Linked DNA regions of Triticum aestivum: region 2 is linked to region 1. The links are chromatin contacts, called in public Hi-C maps. All regions are on one chromosome and are shown on one strand. The core of a region is the stretch at or near the end of the contact, and the rest is flanking DNA. Distances in the headings are between cores, read along the strand shown.

Region 1 (5,613 bases), core at 714-3,213:
TTTCTGTCCCCAATACTTTGCTGATAACTCATTCTCGTAAAGCTTTTTTCACCAACTAGAGCAGGTTGACTATCACCTGGTAGAGGATCTATAAACCTGGCATAATCAGGCCCGTTGACCACAGATTTGGAGGTTATAGGTGGCTTCTCTGGCTTCTTGGTTTGCAATGATACATTTACGGAGTGCTTTGGTTCTGCTTTCTGGAAGGGGTCATCAAGAGCTCCCCTGTAATTACCATACCAAGAACAGGACAAACCATCAGGTGGCTGGTTAAAATGTTTTCGAGTAAACCCCTCCCCTTTAATCAAAGCTTCCCACGGCCACATAATTGTTGCTGCACTGCACAGAATGCTGGGCTCATTGTTAGGACAGGCTAGCAGTATGTTGTAATTGCTCATCCGAAGGCGATGCAGAATATTCGCAAAGTGTTCATCCCCAGATATAAGGAAGAAATGGGCTGGTGGAGGGTTCTGAGCAATCCAATAGACAAGATCAGCAATGAATGATCTGTCAGAACCATCCTTTCCACCTATACAAGGTCAGTATTATTAGTACCATAAGATCAAACAGTTAGCGCAAGATAAGTAAATACTACATGCAACATTAAGAAAAAAAAACAGAACTGAGTCCCATTTAACTTGAAGCGACAAAAGAAGAGTTGAAGACTAGAAATACTCCCAGACTAGCGGAGACTTGAAATTCAGTAATATGCACTCACCAAAATAGCCTTATAACACCATAACAGCAGACAAGCGAGCAGACTTCCCTACACTGTCCATCTACTTATTTACCAGTAGTGTTGGGTAAAGTTTCTCCAAAGACCACAAATCGACTGTTCAAACAGCTGTTTTTGTTTACATGACACAGACATATGAATTATTGCAAAGGCCATTTCATGTTTTAGTGACCCCAACTTTTCTAAAACTTAATAAAAAAGGTTAACTGAGATGACCCCAATGGGCAACCTCTACATTTTTATGAAGAAGAAGAAGACAAGAAAATGTAACGGTTCCTATTAAACATTGACAAAATAGTATACCTCACAATGATATATTGCATATGATCAAGGTGCATTTAGCACAAATATCAATATACAGTAAATAAAAAATGTAGTATCATCTAGAATCTGCTTTCATTTTTCAGCATTCATGCACCAATTAATGCAGCTTGTTGCAAATACCCAAATCCAATAACACCCCACTGTGCCCAACTACATCCAACCTAGGCGACCAACAGCATAAAAACACACGAACATTTCTGCAATGCATTCTGAGGCATAAGGTAATAACATTCCCATTCGTGTGATAGAAAACCTAAACAAGGACAGTAGGCGAGTAAGGAAATGGTGGCTGGCGGAGGTGGAGGACGCAACTGGCGGGGACGTGCGAGAACGCGACGCCGGTGGCCGCGAGGACCTCCTGGACGGGGCGGGGGAGCACGAAAACATCGCCGAAGGCGGTGATCTCGACGGGGCCCCGGATGCCGGCGGCGCGCAGCGCGGCCGTGACGCGCGGGGCCACGCGGCAGGGGTTGGCGTCGGGCGGAAGCTGGCACTTTTGGAAGTCCCACCACACCGACACCTTGACCTCCTTGCTTTCCTGCTGCTGCTGCTGCTGCTGGGGCTGACCCCTCCACCGCTCGCCGCCGCCCGCGTGCGAGCTGAGCCCACGAAGCCCCCGGAGGCGGAGGACGAGGATGGGGTATCCGCGGCGCGGAAGCGCTTTGTACATGGCTGTGATCATCGCCGTTGCTCGCCGCGGCGGCGCCACGGGCAGCTGGAGGCGGTGGCTGGCTAGTGCTGGCGGCGGGGTTTCTCCAGGGCTTAAGAAGGACGAAGCCGAATGGTTCGTGGGCTGGGCTGGGCTCTCTGGTGTTGAGCCGAAAGATGGGCTCAAAGTGGCCTCCTGAACGAGGAGGTAGCGGCCCAATTGGGATAAAAGCTCAGGAAGGAAGGAGAGCCGAGAGCGTAAGGGTTGGCCCCCACACACACGGCGCGGTCTGCGGGGAGCGGCAAAGGCGATTTCGCCGGCGTTGGTAGTGGAAGCGGGTGTGCGCGCGACGCCGCCAGCCGCCGGCCGATCCTTCTCCGGCCGCCGCGGGGCGCGATGGAGACGGCGCACGAGGTGGCCATCTACATTGACCGCTTCCACAATCTCGACTTGTACCACCAAGGGTAACGAGAAGGGCCGTGTGCATCTTCCCTCTTTCCATTGGCGCTCCTTCTTTTCTTGATTCTTGAATGGCGCCATGTGGATTTTCCTGAGCCTTTGTCGGGTAGATAGAGATACGATTGGCATGCGATTTTCCTTCAGATGAATGTTTCATTCCTGTGACCATTTATATGCGTATTTTTTTTCGAGAATACATATAGCATGCCCATCATCCATTAAAGAAGATTTCTATGCGGAATTTCACTGCTGGTTCCCTGATTGTAATCTGGTACGATTTTTTTTTTGTATTTTGCCGGCACCCTGTTTGGTAATTTCACATTCTAATTTTGTTCTTCTGTCCATTCCTCTCGGAGAACCATCCGGTGCAAACTTCCGCCCCTTTTTCCCAACACGCGGACGCTGTGAAATTTGATTATTTCTTTTGAAATTTGCTTGTGTCTGCCTGCAGATGGTACCGGATGAAGATTAGTGCGGCGTGGGAGCAGGACGACGGCAGGGCACCGGTGTCGCCAGCCAGGGTAGCACAATACGAAGGTTCTTGCATCTCCCATGGCTTGGAAAAAGAAATTTCCGTACTCATTTTACATTTCTTGCATGATCCTGTGTGGGTGGAAGTAAATGTCTAAATTCGTGCTTGATGATTTATCTGCCAAGAACTAAAGGACTTAGGTGGGGCATTGTGATTTGGGATTGTTCAAATGAATCATTTCCAATATTTATTGTGCCTGATACATATATCATAGAAAATATGTTCAATTGTTGTGTGTGTGTGTGTGTGTGTGGAGGGGATGTGTGTGTGTGGGGGGGGGGGGGGGGTGAGAAGGTATGTTCTGCGTGATTGTTCTCAATCCTGCCTTGTATTGGTAACCGTAATCAGATTATTATATTCCCGAAAAAGGGTTTCCCCCCGCTTTGTATACAAAGCAACCAACCGAACCATACAGGATAGGTGCTGGGGCGGAAGCAACACAGTCACGCCCAAAAGAAACGACAGAAAAAGAACAAAAGAAACAAATGCCGACAACGGCGGATCAACAAAAACGAAGAAGCCTCGCGAACGCTGCGCCCACCGGGATCTTCCACTAGGCTCCAAGACTCTGAAGCGCTGGCACCTATCAACACCTCCAAGAAGGATTGCGACGATGACGACGCTGCTGCCAAGGGTTTCCCCCGGTACACGACGAGGCGAGAGGAAGGGTAGCCCCCGACGCCCTCCCGGAAGGTCAGGTGGCACCGACGACGAGGTGTCGGCCACGCCGTTAGGGGTTTCCCCCGATCCCAACCAGCACCTCGGGCGCTCCGGATCCAGCCACCAAACCAACCACCACCCTGCACCAATGCGGTCATGAGGCCCCCACGCCGTCTCACCACGGCACCGCGAAGTGAGGAGGACAGCGCGGCGAAGAATCAAAGCCGGGACTAGGGCATCAGCACCGTCGGCACGTGGGAGGGCCCCACCTCCACCGTCAGCGACGGTAGCCGTCCGGACGCAATAGCAGGAGCACACCAGGCCCGGCTGAGCCTTCGTGGGCCCGTAAAGCTCCCGCCTTCGCGCTGCTGCCGGCACGCCATCGGTGCCGACGCCCCATATCCGAGCCGCTCCTCCTCCTCACCGTGCCGCAGACAATGAGGCCACGCCGAGGGGCCGGCCCACTAGGACCCAGATGGGGCCCGCCGGGCCCAGATCTGGGCCGGGGGCGCGACGTCGGCCACCCAGCACCACCACGCCGCCCCGCCGCCAAGGAGCAGCGCCGCCACCACGTCCGCCGCCGGCCACCCCGCCGGGTCACCGGACCCTCGCCAAGCCGAGATTATTATATTTACTATGATCAACACGTAGACCAGTTTGTAATGTTAAAGCAACAGCTGTTCGCCATTTTGCATTGACTTAAAATGATCTGTTCATTGCTATTTTTATCTTGAATTAAATCAATTCATTACTACTTTACCTCTTTTTTTTCTTTGGTTAGTTTAGGCAATTTTGATTTGTTCAGTTTTGGTCGTTCCCGCGCTTGTTGTGCTGCAATGAGCATTTCGATGCCTGTTAGAAAAAAAATCAATTCAGGGTGCAGAAAAATATTAGGCTGGATTTTCCATGCTGGGACATTTTTTTGTCTAGTATCCTTTGAAATTTTCAATCTTTTGGCTAATAGATAATGACGTGCTAGGTGGATTGTGCAGCTACTGATATTGGTGCGAAGCGTGCAAGTGGCTTTTGGAAAATAGATGACGTTGACAACAGCTTCTATACACAGCCATTTAGAATTAAATATGCTAGACAAGATATTTATTTATCACTTATGGTGTCTTTCTACATACCCAACAGTCAAGATGAGGTTGGGTTTCATCAAGTTTCATTTTTTAATTTAATCATATCTTGTATATAGTGTGATTTGACAGCTTTGTCTATTATAGGGTCCAGCAACTTCTTCAGTTATGTTGAAGTTTGAGCTCCTATTTGTTCCAACATTGGGGAATAGGTGAGTGTGTATGTTATTTCCATCTCTTTGGATCTTGTTTTGCATGCTCTCGACATTTTTTTCATTGTGGAGTACATGTGCATCTAACATTTCACAGGCTGACTGCATCAATACTGAAGCATGTTCTCCTTTTCTTCTCTATTACAGGATTGAAACTGAAGATTCAAATGACCAGTATTTGGTCCCTGTTCATGAATTTAGGATCCCACATAGGGCACTCCTGGGTTTACACACATATTGTCCTGTCCATTTTGACACTTTCCACCCTGTGCTTGTTGATCTGACCATACATATAGTGTACCTGAAAGCTGGCGTGACTAAATCGTCACTGAAGGTACACAGGTTTGTGATGCTTTTAGCTTGAATATTATTTTTAGGCACTTAGTCTATTCCACAAACTTGTCTGAGACTGCTACTATAACAGAAACCATATGTCCGCTTTCTTCCTTTTTATACTAAAAAGAACTAAAGAGAAATATGCTTCGAACAAGTTTGGCATAAAATTTTAGAGATTCCAAATATATACATACTGTAACTATTTGTATTTGAAACATAATTTATTTATGAAATGATCGTAAGATTACCTCAGATGAAAAATAACATATTCTGCACCCTGGGTGATGAAAAAATGCATCCTACTACCGGGTGTAGCTACACCCATTTTTCATATACTACCATGTGGTAGTATATACTTTACTTTATTATTTTTAGTATGTTCATATACTACATCTAAGATACTTCAAATTGAGTTATATGAAAAAATTGCAAGTGAGCTCATGGTTTTATTGTATTTGTGAAATACGTACATATTTGTACGCCGAAATACAGTATGCATAAAATATGATACATACTACCAAAAAAGTAGTATATATACTACCTAAACATTCTTATATACTACATACAACGCATACATACTCTCCAATATGATAGATACTACCTAGAACGTATCAAACAGAAGTGGT
Region 2 (5,176 bases), core at 2,158-4,657, 400 kb after region 1:
TAAATTCTCAGTGTGGCCTATCAGTACACTTCATTGATTTGGCTATATCTTCGAACAAATGTTGTAGTAAGGTTTGGGCTACATGCGTCTTTGATGCCGAGGCCAGGGGTAATGGAAGCTTCTATTTTCTTAAAAAAAATCACCAACTATGTATCACCCAGGAACACCATGTGCATGACAGCAATCATTTGAATATTGTTAGTGCAAATCATTCACAAGTTGATGATCTAACTGACACTTTTCTTATTTATCAAAACCCCTTAATGAACATCCTCAAAGAAACCTCACGCATCACGAATATCACATGAACTAAAACATGAGATCAGTGCATGTAATACTCCACAAAATGTGAAATACTGACAGTACTTTGAAACATAAATACGAAGTGCAGATTTTATCAATATGAAACAGTGACAATAGCACCAAGCAGAAGCTATTCAAAAATGATGAATATCAAGAACTTTCATGCTTACCATATTGCAAACCAAAACTCTGATCAAACAACTATCATGCATGATTTGCATTGCCTTTTAGCTCAAGCTCTAGCTCCTGGTGTCTTAGCTGAAGTTCCAAACGCTTCTGCTGAAGCATCATTTGTTCATTCTCCAATGTCATCCTTTCAATTTCCCTGTCCTTCTTCATCCTAAATCTCTCCCACTTGAGACGTTGTTTTGCCACTTCCAGTTTTTGTTCTTGGGTGTGCAAGCGATGTTTCTGAAACTCTATTTGTTGTGAAGTCAAGTCCTTCCGCGCAAAAGACAAGTTGGCTCCACCTGGAATAGCATTGTTGATACCCAATGTGATGTCATGAGGATTGAACCTCCCACTAACACCGTTTGAGCTTGAGGTGACAAAACCCACATCACCATGATCCACCGCACGACACATTCTTTTATTCATGTAAGAATCCCTCAAGTTGGTATGAACTGTTTGATGCTCTTCGTCATGCTCCTCGTAATCAGAATCTGCACTCTGCTCACCCTCTTCAGGATCTGCACTTGCATCCCTCCTCAGATCATGCTCCTCTTTACATCTAAGAGCAACCTGTAGTGAGTGCTGAAGTGCGAGATCTTCAGGTAAATTGACACGGTTGTTGTTATGATATGAACACATCTGCTCATAGAATAAGTGCTTAGAGTTCAATATCTTCCTTGCATCTTCTTTCATCTTATCAGAAAGATGATGCATGCTATCAAGAAGTGCTGGATTTTCCACAACATTGCAAGCAGTACCACGACCAAGGATATCTGTAAGCCTTTTATATCTCTTGTTGAGATCATTGAACTTATCCTCGCACTGCTGTGGTGACACACTGCAGCCTCTTTCGCCCATGACCTTTGATATTGCTTTCCATTTGCCCTTCTTCTGCACTATTGCAATGTTCCTCCTTCCGCCTTGATCCGCCCCAGGATCCTCCCCCGTGTAGGATGCTGCGGTAATCAAAAGTTTAACCATGGAACCTGTCCACTTCATCCGATGCCATGCTGAACCCTTCTTGCCTTTGTCATTCTGGGTATCAGTAACATCCTCGGTCATATCATGCTCCTCATCACTGATGGAGTCCTTAGAGTAATGACTGTGCTGGTGGTGATCCTTTTTTTCATGTTCTCCAAATTGAAATCCAGGGTTATCACGTGCTGTAGCCCTGTTGATAGGCATTGCAAAACTCCCTAGCATCTGAGATTGGTTGAATAGCTGTTTTCCTGAGCTTGAAGCATGCATTTGCATGGAGTTACCGTGCACATTCAAACTACTATAAGGAATTCCTTGCATCATGTTTCCAGTAGGTAGGTTGCTGCCTTCCATTTTCTCAAAAAGATCACTCAGGTGGTTGTACCTCTTGTCAATACCATACAAAAGGTAGAGGAGGTGTCATATGTCTTCACTTCAATATCACCCTGCATAGTAAGTTTGGAGAAATTATTAAAGTCCCAGCCGGAAATGTATATTTGCACAGCTGTATATTTTTCAATGTTGCTGAACAAAATAGATAGAGGTTGAATTTCATCAGGAACACCTAAATAAAAATACGATAAGGTACTCTCGAACACACTCGACTGGCACATCATGTGATATTGAATATACTAGCATTGTGCAAATGCAACCCCGATCTCCGGGCTGGAACGGCAATAATCGCAAAAGCAGTTAAAATGAGCTCTGGAACACTTAAAATACAGTACAACCAGAACGAACAATAACATTTGCAGGGATTTGTCACTGCGGTAGTAACTAACAACTAATCACTGGTGCTAGCAAGTGTCATGGTATTTCGTAAGGGAGCTATGCACTTATTGACAGCAAATTGGAACTCAATGCTTAAGCGGGTAATCGCTGAGCATCACCAACAGTTCCCCTTTCCCGTAAAAAATTCTGCTTTTGGGGGAGTTGGGCCCAAAAAAAGTGCTCCAACAGTTCCTGTAAAAGCGGTTTTTTAAGGGACCCCGTATAATCAGCCCAACTCCCCCTCCATCTAGGGGGAGATGGCCCTTCCCCTAAACATTCCCATAAAACTGCCACGTCAGCACGCTGCAACCGCAATCCGTCGCGCTGCCACCCCACCGACGACGACACCGACCATCGCCGTCACGCCGCAAACCGTCGCCGTCACGCTGCCGACCACCCGATCCGCTGTCCACCGCCTTCGGAGCCCGCCGTCGCCGCTGCGCCACCGCCAAATACCATTTTTAGGGGAAGATTTTTACCGGAACTGCAAAAGCAGCTCACCTGTCAACCTTCCCTAGATTATATGGACACCCCGTAAAACCATATTAGGTTTTTTTTTACATGAACTGCTGGTGATGCTCAGAAGAAGCACTGACCGACACTACCAATCAAATAACCACCGAATAGTACCCATTTACCCAACACACCAAGCATCCAATTCGCACGGACGAGCACGCGCCCACGATTGCGGTGCAGGGCATAATCTCCGGGCAAAACTGCATCGCCTGGAACACCGCAAATCATACCTGCGCCGCAAGATCCAGCACAGGTCTGACTCCTCCCGGGGGCAAAGGGGAAGATTAAACGTAGCTCCGAATTCATCCAGGATTTTTAGCTACACGGCGGCACCACGGACAGCGTATCGGACTGACAAACAAGAACAGAAATGGCCGGGGATTTTTTTTTCTTCCCACAAAACAGGAAATAATTGCCCTGCTGCGAAAAGGAAAAGGGTGGGAGAAGAGCTCACGATTGGGTTCTGGCGGCGGCAGGAGGAATCGCCGGGGCTCGAGGGAGGGTTGACAGACACTCTCCCACCTCCAGCCTTCCAGGGTCCAGCTCTCCCCCCCTCTCTCCCTTTCTCCTGGTCGTCGTGGGTGTGTGCCGAACAGGAGGGGACTTAAAAAAAAGGAGGAGTGTGCTCTACTGGCCGGCTCAAAGCAAAACGCTGCCGTGTTGTTCTGTACAGGTGGAATTCGGTGGGCCGTCGATGACCGGTGGGGCACGACACAGCGGGTCCTAGGTGTCAGCCACTCAGCGTCCATACGGCTGCGTGAAGTTGGCCGGTGCGTTGGTGTGGCGGTAACGGAAGGTTCCGGAAGCTCCTGAAAGTTGACTTGTGAAATCAAAATTAATGAGTATGCCACTCGAGAGTATATCCTTTCCTAGAGCACGAGAAAATTACATATTTAGAGCTTCTAGAAACTGGCCCCACACCCCCTCCCTCTATGTTCGGTCGGACAACCCAGAGAGGAGGGATGGCGCACAAGGACAACAGCCGACGAGTGTGCTCTACTGGTTGGCGTGAAGCGGAACGCTGCATGTTGTTCTGTACCGGTGGAATTTGGTTGGTTGTTGATGGCAGGTGGGACACGACACATTGGGTCCTGGGTGTCAGTCACTAAGCGTCCATTTAGGTTGCGTGTAGTTTGGTAGGTGCGCTAGTGTGGCAGGAACGAAAGATCCTGGAAGCTGGCTCGTTAAATCAAAATTAGTGAGTATACTATGCCACACCAGAGCATGTCTTTCCCACGAGCATGAGAAAATCACATATTTAGATCTTCTAGAAGCTGGACCCATACTTCCTCCCTATATGTCCGATGAGATAGCCCGCACAAGAGGGAGGAAACACGAGGATGCTACTTGCGAAATACATTGGTATTTTTCCGAAAAGGAATGGTGAAGTAATATAGTAGCACAAAGTATTTCTCTCAATAAAGAATCAAGGTTTATCAAATCAATAGGAGATTTACCTAAACCACCTTTAGCATTACCTACACACACAAGAGCAAATATTTGCACCCAACGCGGACAAGAGGGTTGTCAATCCCCTTGTACTCGTTAATTGTGAGGATTAAATCTAATAGTAGGAGATATATAAATTGCGAAGTAAAATAAAAGTAAATACATTGCAGCAAGGTATTTAGGGTTTTAACAATATGATTTAAATGGACCGGAGGCCAATAGTTTTCACTGGAGGCATCTCTCTCGAGAACATACCGATACACTGGGTGAACAAATTACTGTTGGGCAATTGATAAAATAGCGCATAGTTATGATGTTATTCATGGCATGGTCAGTACATCGGCATTACGTCCATGACAAGTAGATTGTTAAACTTAATGACTGAAAGAACATGTGGTGCCCCCATGTTTGGTTTTGGTAATTGATGACAATCTCTATGGACTAATGGTTGCCTTGAGTTATATTCATACGATTTTTCCATAGGCATTTCTCAAAGACCATTTGTTGGTTTCAACGTTATTAGAAGAAAAATATGTGTTGACCAAGGTTCTATTCAAGGATTTATCCAAAGATTGATCACGTGAGAGTTGCGCCTATTGTAGGCATGTCTTGAAGAAGAAGGTTGTGCAAACATTCATGTTTACCTTCAAGACATCATTTTAATGAAGAGAGTTGAAAAGATTCACGATTGATCAAGACTAAGTACAAAGAGTGATTCAAGTTGATCAACACACAAAGCATAGAAGATGTACCAAGCGGCATCAAGTGATCTCATGGTATGGTAAGCATTGTCCATTACGCTTTTTGTACTAACCCGTGGTCTATGTGAGAGTTGTTTTTGGGGTTAGGTATGTTGCCATGGTCGTGCATCAAAAGAAGATATCATATGACCCATGTGTTGGGGAACGTAGTAATTTCAAAAAAAATTCCTACGCACACGCAAGATCATGGTGATGCATAGCAACGAGAGGGGAGAGTATTGTCCACG

Evidence for each region. Hi-C and Micro-C count contacts between places; a contact is called where the count stands out from the background.
Region 2: a contact with region 1 is called in a Hi-C map of leaf, with 6 times the contacts expected there. The contact joins the promoter of LOC123091444 here to the promoter of LOC123091439 in region 1. A contact is called at or near these places in 2 of 5 Hi-C or Micro-C datasets (both in leaf).

Annotation. Positions count from the first base shown.
Region 1 is chr4B:129,329,056-129,334,668 of IWGSC CS RefSeq v2.1, forward strand. It overlaps LOC123091439, which reads left to right and starts at 1,964. Exons shown (of 14, transcript XM_044512944.1): 1 at 1,964-2,173; 2 at 2,620-2,705; 3 at 4,353-4,507; 4 at 4,587-4,651; 5 at 4,799-4,985. The coding sequence starts at 2,106. It overlaps LOC123091438, which reads right to left and starts at 1,811. Exons shown (of 4, transcript XM_044512943.1): 1 at 1,373-1,811; 2 at 1-529. The coding sequence starts at 1,742.
Region 2 is chr4B:129,730,269-129,735,444 of IWGSC CS RefSeq v2.1, forward strand. LOC123091444 reads right to left here and starts at 3,408. Exons shown (of 3, transcript XM_044512952.1): 1 at 3,194-3,408; 2 at 474-1,898. The coding sequence starts at 1,806. The coding sequence ends at 508.